Regions from separate parts of the Rattus norvegicus genome. Here region 1 is linked to region 2. A link is a contact called in public Hi-C data. All regions are on one chromosome and are shown on one strand. Each heading gives the region's core, a stretch centred on a gene start, on an enhancer-like site or on the middle of the called end of the contact. The rest is flanking DNA. Distances are from core to core; before and after follow the strand shown. Region 1 has its middle 62 kb from the start of Pmaip1. Region 2 overlaps Ccbe1 (collagen and calcium binding EGF domains 1).

Region 1 (4,057 bases), core at 1,463-3,962, 440 kb after region 2:
TGTCCTCGGTATCTATCCTCCACCAGGCCTAGCAGCGCACACCTGCTGCCCAAATGCTCCAGAGGCAGAAGCAGGAGGGTCAGAAGTTTAAGGTCATCCTTGGCTAAATACATAGTTAGGGTTAGAGTGGGCGGCATAACATCCTGTCTCAAAATAAAACTAAAATTCAACTCAAAACTAAAAAGCCCAATTCAAGAAAACAAGGAAATAAAACGTGGTCTCAGCTTGGCCTGGTTCTGTCTTCCAGAGGACAGAATAGGACCTGCTAGGTGGGATGCAACTCTGTTTTAGAGACTGTCCCAGGGAGCAAGTTTGAAGCTGGGTAGGAAAAGGCGGCCAGTTTCCATTACACAAGAGATTTTCCAGGGGTGCCCTTTGGGCCTTGGTGAGGTTAAGATGTTTTTCCAGAGGACACTGGTTACAGTGATCTCCTGCCCAAGAACTGTGAACTTGGAGAGATGCTTGAGAATAAGAATGTTCCTGATAGATATTTATGGGTTTTGTTTTTTTTCCTGGCAGACATATTTTTCTGTGGCTTGAGAATTTTTAAGGTGGTCACCATCGTTAGCAAGTACTTCCTTGACTTGAGTACACACACACACACACACACACACACACACAAACACACACACAAGCACACACACAAACATACACATACAAACATACACACAAACACACACAAACATACAAACAACAAACACACACACAAACACAAACACACACAGACACACACACAAACACACACAAACACACACAAACACACACACAAACACACACACAAACACACATACACAAACACTAACACACACAGACACACACGCAAACACACACACTCAAACACACACACTCAAACACACAACAAACACACACACAAACACAAACACACACACACGCACACACACACACACACACCCTGAACACTGTGCACTGAGGCTGGCCTTGAGTTCCTGCTCCTTTAGTGCTGGGATTGCAGGTGTACGGCCCCATGTCCCATGTTTACTGACTATCTCTAAATTTTCTGGATAGAGGTACTATTGTATTAACTGGCATGCTTTTTTTTCCTGCTCAAACACAGCTTTTTTTTTTTTTGGTGTGTGTGTGTGCACTGTGACAAAAGTTTAGTAAAGATTTTTATTATTTATTTATTTGTTTCTTTGTTTGAAACAGGGTTTCTCTGTGTAGCTTGTCTGTTCTGGAACTTGCTCTGTAGTCCAGGCTGGCTTTGAACTCAGAGATCTGCCTGCCCCACCTCCCGAGTGCTGGGATTAAACGTGTGCATCACCACCACCCAGCAATAAATAAAGTTTAAAACAAATCATTTACTACGTGGAAAAGTGTATTGATTGCTTATGCATGGGATTTAAAATTACTTCAATGCACACTTTGATTATTTATTTACCTATTTTCGTGGCACTGGAGGTTGACTCCAGGACCCCCAAGCTGCATCCTCAGCTATACCTTGCCAAAAAAAATATAATAAAAAAAAAAAAGAAGGCTTTTGAGAGTGCTATGAAGAACAGCGGTGTGCTTGAATACTTTATTTGCAATGTAAAGGTACCTTACATTTTGATTTTTTATTTGTTTGTGCTCGAGACAGGATCTCATATATCCCAGACTGCCTTCTGATCCTCCTGCCTCCACCTCCCATGTGGTGGGATTATAGGCTTGCCCTACCATGCCCAGGGCATGCCAGGGGAGCCATAACTTGACCTCTCAGTTTAATTTGAGTGAAAGCTGGTGTTAATAAGTTTGGTAGTCTAGTGCCACCTTGTGGTTAATATGCTCAACTACACTATGTTGGATTTCAGAAAGCAACAATCCCCAATAAAACAAAACACGTCTTCAAAATGTAATTATTGAGTTAGGGCGATGGCTTAGCAGTTAAAAGCACTCACGCTCTTGAAGAACACAGGGGTTTGATTCCAAGCACCCACATGGTGGCTCACATCTGTCTGTAACTTCCAGTCTCGGGGGAATTCAACACTTTCTTCTGACCCCAGCAGGCACTAAGCGCATACATGCTGGAAAAGCACTCATGCGTACGAAGTACTAAAATAAACAGATCTAAAAGCTTTTACGTACTAATTAACTTTGATGTGCAGACTTTCTTATGATCCATGTTTTCTGGAAAAGATCGTCAGAACTGGGAGAGTCCTAGGCAAACAGGAACTAGTTGGTTATAAGATGACCACCTAGGTACAAAACTCTGTCTGGGCAGCGGGACACACAAAATGGGTGACAAGGTCACAGTTCTCATGGACCTTGTGCTGTCGTGGAGGAGCCATGATCAACAGTCATGTGAGCCATCGTGAACTACAGACTAATCGGCAAGGGCGATAGGTTAATGTATCAGGAAGAGGATTGGTGGCAATTTTGTTTTTGAAGTTACATCGTATTTTTAATTATAATTAATCTAGATTTATTTTAATTAATGTGTATGTGTGTGGATATGTGTATGCCAGTGATGTAGAGTCTAGGCAGCCAAGCAGGCCTAGGTCACATGACCTACACTTCAGCAGTGGCAGAGATAGGGTAAAGCTTCACATTGTCGTCGTCAGCAGGAGGCCTCGTAGTCTTTAGGGGTCACAAATCAGGTAAAACTGGACCCTTGGCTAAGACGCACAAAAGACTTTAAGCGTGAGCCAATATAAACCAAGCTGTATCCTAAGCAGCTCTCATTCAGTGAAAGCCACTGCTATTAAGTCTGGCGGTCTAGTGCCATCTTGTGGCTGAAATGCTCAAGTACAGTTCGTTAGGTTACAGACAAAACCCTTCCGTTTCCTCGTAAGGTTAATTGTTAACCCGGTTTCACTTGACAGTCTTCTCAAGAATGGCCAGGCAGCTGCTTCAGGTTTCCTGAGACAGAGGAACAGCGGTGACTCATCTTGATCATTTGACTGAATCTTTAATCAATGAAAATGCAAGCCGCTGGGCAGTCCTGTGAGAGATTTTTTAAAAAATCAGATTATTTGAAGCCAGGAGATTCAACTTAAATATCCGTGGCACCTTCTGGGGGCAGCCCGGATGACGGGATGTGCGAGAAAGAAGTAGTGCGATTTGCCTGTCTGCTTTCACTCTTGATGGCACGTTCTGTTGTTGTGACACATCCTCGGTGTTATTGGAACCATCTTCTTGGGCTTCCAACATAGACCTAAGATCAGCAGCTCCCCACTAATCCTGCAGGCTTTCAGTACAGGATTGGCTCTTCTGAGACATCCAGCCTCACAGACTTGGCCTCTCCAGTGGAAGACACCCATTGTCAGACGACTCAGACTGGATCGTGTAAACCACTTTAATGTATCCCCATTGCAGTTACCTCTCCAGCCCCAAATAAGCCCACACAATGAAATCACAACTCGTTAATATGAATACAGGCTGAGCGCCTAGATTGGGCAGATCCACCACTGCGCTACTCTATCCCCAGCTAGGAGATACCTTATAACCTGCGCTTTCTCCAGACCATGGGCTTCGTCTCCATCTTCCTTCCACCTCCTCTTTCTCCCTCATCCCCTTCTCTCTCCTTCCTCCTACTCTCTCTCCTCCCTCCTACTCCCTAAAACTTTTCGGCTCCACCTTTTTTCCTCTGCCCAATCACAGGCTCTGGCCTTTATTTTACAAGTTAAAATGGGGAGAAGATTCATATGACGCGTCACCTGAGTATGTAATTCGTTTCTTGTCCGAGGCAGCCCCTCTTGGGGAAGCAGAATTAGCATCAAAATACAAACAGCACCATGGCAACCCATGTATCCCTCCCCTCTTTGTATGTGTATGTTTATATTTATCATATACCACATTTACTCATTCTGTCAGTTCTCTTCCCTTAGGTAACCCTTGCTAGCACTTATCGCAGTGCCAGGAGTCGGGTAGTGCTGTGACAGACCTGACCGAATTGCTCTGTGGATTGTGAGGATTGTGGTTGCAATTGGAGTTTTCGGCTAAAAAGAGGGCATTGACTGTTCAAGTCTGTTGGAACTTGAAAGATAATGCTGAGAGTAAAGCAGACAACGGAGGCCTGGGATTAAAGCATGTGCCATCTCACAACCATCTGTAATGGGGA
Region 2 (4,077 bases), core at 1,068-3,567:
ACAAGAGAAACTTCTAGATCTGGACCAGAGAAGTGTGGATAAAGTCCAGTGCTGGGAATGTGAGCCGTACATGAAAACTTCCCTTCGGGCTATGTGACTGTCATTATAGACCTAGAGTGGTGGAGCTCCTGTCTGTCATGTGACTTGGTGTCTCCGAGACTCACTCACCTGCGGAGTATGCCAGCCCTAAGCATTCCCCAGGGTTCTGTGGAAGATGGACCAGCAACATGGCTGATTTCTCACAGGAAGCTTGGCGGCTGAGGTTTTAGTCCCCTCTTTGTAATGGGAAGTTCCAAACAGCGCGACGGTGACCCAGAGGTCACTTAGGAATGGCCTCTTCTCAGTTAAGAGTCATGACAGTAACTGGAAAAAGCTACTTCTAACAAAAGTAAATAGTCAGATGGGCCTCATGGAGAGAGGTTTCTCCAGGCAGTCACTGCTGCGTACTGACCCAAGCTGACCCCTGGTGAGTTGTGGAAACGAGCCATGAGATCATCAAACAAGGGACCACAATAGAGTCAGCATGGACTTTGTCCCTCAGTGGGGTGGGAACAAAAATGTTTCTCACCACAGTAAAAATGAGAATACTGTGCTCTGTTTCCTGACCACTGGGTGAAGACACCTGACCTGGTTAGTGTGGAGGAAAACTGACTTGACCTCACACTCCACACACGAGGGACGCAGAACCCAGCCCTGAGCTGCAGGCAGATGACAGCTTCCCAAATGCTCCCTAGTCAAGTTGCCAAAGACCTTACGCTGACAGGAGCTGAGGGGGCCAGGGAGAGCATGGCAATATGGGCGTTCCCCTGGCAGTACATACTGTCACCTAGAGGCTGGAGGTCCCAGCTGAAGCCACATGGACGCGTCCCTGGGACTCCCTATCCCTTTTACCTGTGGTTTTATGTTTCTGATGTATTTTGTTTTATTCTTTGGTATCAAGAACTCTCTATGTAAACCTGGTTGTCCTTGAACTCAATATGTAGACTAGGCTGGCCTTGAACTAGGGATCTGCCTGCCTGTGTCCCAAGTGTTGGATCGATTCTTGGCTTCTGATCTCTCATTCTTCTGTCTTACAGCATTCTAGGTTATGCAGGACATTGTCCCTCTTCTCCAGCTGTTCTCTCTCCCGTGTCCCTCTAGCTCTAACTCCCAGAGGCATCCTTGTAAACAATATGTTTTGATAAACATGCTAAAAGAAAGCCATTGGGTGACCCACAGGCTAAAACCAAACAACACTCCATCCCGCAAGTACAAGGACTTCAGGGGAAGAATCACACATTGGAGTGGCTCCTCTGAACTGGTCCTACAGCTGCCACAAATTCACCAAAAAGAAAAAAACAAACAAACAAACAAACAAACAAAAAAACAAACAACAACAACAAAAAAAAAACAAGAACTACCAGGACCCAGCATGTCCCTGGGAGCTGGAAACGCACTCATTTCCTACGCACCCAGGCAGTATGGCTTCTCCCGCTTTTGGTGCCTCTCTCGGTCATATCGGTATCCTGGATAGCACGTGCACAGCACACGGCCGAAGTTATCCGTGCATTGCTGTTCACAGGGAGCTTGGGCACAAATGTCATAATCTGGAAGAGAAGAGTGGATTCACATCAATCTCAGCGTGAGGTGGGTGACCGAGCTGTAGCCTGGAACAGACTTTTGAGGGCTGCTCTTTGGTACGGGTTAAAATGTGAGGTGTGACTGGTGCCACAACGGATGATTTAATGCACGGCCTCTCCCTGACTAACAGTGACTGTTACTAGAATTTTCTTTCCCAAGTCACCTCCTCAGCCTCCTGTTTTTATCCCTATCCAGAGTGTGGCCTGGTACCACAGCATCCGTGTGCTGCAGCATCCATGAGACCTGCTTTGTCTTTTCCTTCACATGTTACAGATCGTGTACTCCTTCCGGAAGAGTGTAAAGACAGGCCAGGGCTGGTGACGGTTGCTGTGAGAGGAAGGGCTTGGGGTCAGGCAGGCTCTGAGAAGTAGCACGGATACTTCTGAGCTGTGGAGACTTCTCAGAGCCTGTGTTTGAACAAGCAAGTGTTACAGGGTACTCCCAGGAGGGTTGGTCCTGCACTCTGAGAAAAGGACTTGGACACATTTGAGTGGCTATAAATGTCTTACCAGCCTGCAGCCTGTGTAAATTCGAGTAGTTCTCTATTACCCAAGGAACTAGGGTATATGCTCCTCTGGGAACTGATGAACTGGTGTTTAATGCATCTCTTGAAGGGCCTTTGGCTCTAAGTCAGTAGCTCGGGCTCAGCATTTGCTCCCAGCCAAGACTCAGTATCTCATTAATCACCTCTGCTCGCCTCATGTGCTGACAGATGCAGTCTCCTTGGATACAGAGAGAGCCTGGCTCTGCTCTACTCAGCTCTGCTCTGGTATATATGAAGCCAAACAGGTGGGCTTGTCATCTCTTGATATAGGCTGAGTTAGCGTGACACGTCAGTCTCATGGTGACCTCAAGTTGCCCTTTCTGAGCATTCCTTCCCACAGGTGAAAGTCCAGGTCTGCTCTGCCCGCATAGAGAATGGCTGGCCTTGCAAACTGTGGTTATATAGAATTTTCTCAATGAAATTCTAGGTTCCTTTGGCTTGAGAGCAAGGTCTCAGGATGGCTGGTGAGTCATCCTTTCCAACCAGTGGTTACCGTCATTGGGTAGCAACCACAGAGAGGAGGAAAGACAAGATGGCCTGCCTGAAGAACTAGTGCCAACTGTGGTACCCAGCAAGGCTTGCTGTGAGAAGCAACTGTGCCAGTGCCCCCTTCTATTCCTGCTTCCCCAGGGTGTCACTTCTGCCCTCATCCAGTGAGTCATACTTCTCACATTCACCTCTGCACCTGCAATGGCCAGCTCACATCTTTCCTTAAAGCACTCCCTGTTGATTTCCAGTCACGCAAGAGGTGTGTTTAGCTTCTTTATCATCTCCGTGCACTCCTTGAACAACACACTTCTCACTCTCTCCATCTTGTCAGCGATTTCTTAGGAATCTTAGTTGAATGAGATGTTCCTGTTTGTAAAACACTGGCGATCTGAAAGCTGTTCTCTGCTGAGTTTAGGCATAAACTCTGACTGTTTATCTTTTGGGGACCCTGTTTTACTCCCCCGGAATTAAGATAGCCCTAGATAACTCTGTTTTTGGGTTTTCCAGAACTAAGATAACCCTATGTTTCTGGGTTGCTATTGGTTTCAAACCTGTGTCACCTTCTTTTATCTGGGCTATGTTTTATCTTGGGTCTGTGGACATTTTTATTTCGGTAGTCAGCAGCAACAGCCATCCCCCAAAGTATGGGTTCAAGATCCATGGGTCACGTTCTCTGAGTTCAGAGCAACAGTCCTTGCTGTCTAGTGCCCCAGAGGTCTAGGATCCATCCAGAGATACTGTCTTAGTCATGGCTACTATTGATGTCATGTAATACCATGTAATACTCCCAAATATTTGCCCGAGATTAAGTCACTAGATCTCAAATGAACAGAGACCCAGGCTTGGTGTTTGAACGGGCAAGGCTTGAACATGAGTTGAATGCCCCTGTTTTAAGTTCTGGGCTTTTGCTGTCATCTGACTGTTTTGGAAGCCGGTGCTTCACCTTCTCAGAACTATCTCGGCCTCATGTCAGGGTCAGTGTTCTGTCTGTCTGATACAGAACAAGATCTGGGAGGGCAACCTCTTTAACAGTTAGCTAATTCGTTTCTTTCTGTTTTTGTGTTTTCATGTACATGTGAGTGGGGGTCAGTGGTCAATGTTGGATGTTTTTCTTGGGCGTGCTCTCCCTCACTTATTGAAAGAGGGTCTCTCACTGAAACTGGAGGCTCCCCAAATCTGGAAGACTTGCTGTTCAATGAGTCCCAGGATTCCATTTACCTCTGTCTCTAAAAATTCTGCAGTTACACATAGATCCCTGGGCATTTTAATGTGAGCACTGGGAATCCGAACACAGGTTCTTGTGGTTGTACCGTATGTATGTCATCAACCGAGTTCCCCTTGGCCCCTTCTGTTTTGCTTACTTTTTTGGTAGGAAAGGGTTTATTTCATGTTATAGTTTCATATCACAGAGAAGTCAGAGTAGA

Evidence for each region. Hi-C and Micro-C count contacts between places; a contact is called where the count stands out from the background.
Region 1: a Hi-C map of the A7r5 cell line shows a contact between it and region 2, with 9 times the contacts expected there. The contact joins two enhancer-like sites. A contact is called at or near these places in 8 of 12 Hi-C or Micro-C datasets (the A7r5 cell line, Schwann cells, frontal cortex and 4 more).

What each region holds. Positions count from the first base shown.
Region 1 is chr18:62,315,584-62,319,640 of GRCr8, forward strand. No RefSeq gene overlaps it. Among named protein-coding and RNA genes, the nearest start is that of Pmaip1, 62 kb to the left of the region's middle. Within about 2 kb of position 2,713, at least 8 of the 93 cell types and tissues checked have an H3K27ac peak or open chromatin away from gene starts, as enhancers often do. A contact at or near this core is called in the A7r5 cell line, where this site is marked.
Region 2 is chr18:61,875,459-61,879,535 of GRCr8, forward strand. Ccbe1 (collagen and calcium binding EGF domains 1) reads right to left here. Exons shown (of 11, transcript XM_017601124.3): 4 at 1,452-1,586. Among named protein-coding and RNA genes, the nearest start is that of Lman1, 77 kb to the left of the region's middle. Within about 2 kb of position 2,318, at least 7 of the 93 cell types and tissues checked have an H3K27ac peak or open chromatin away from gene starts, as enhancers often do. A contact at or near this core is called in the A7r5 cell line, where this site is marked.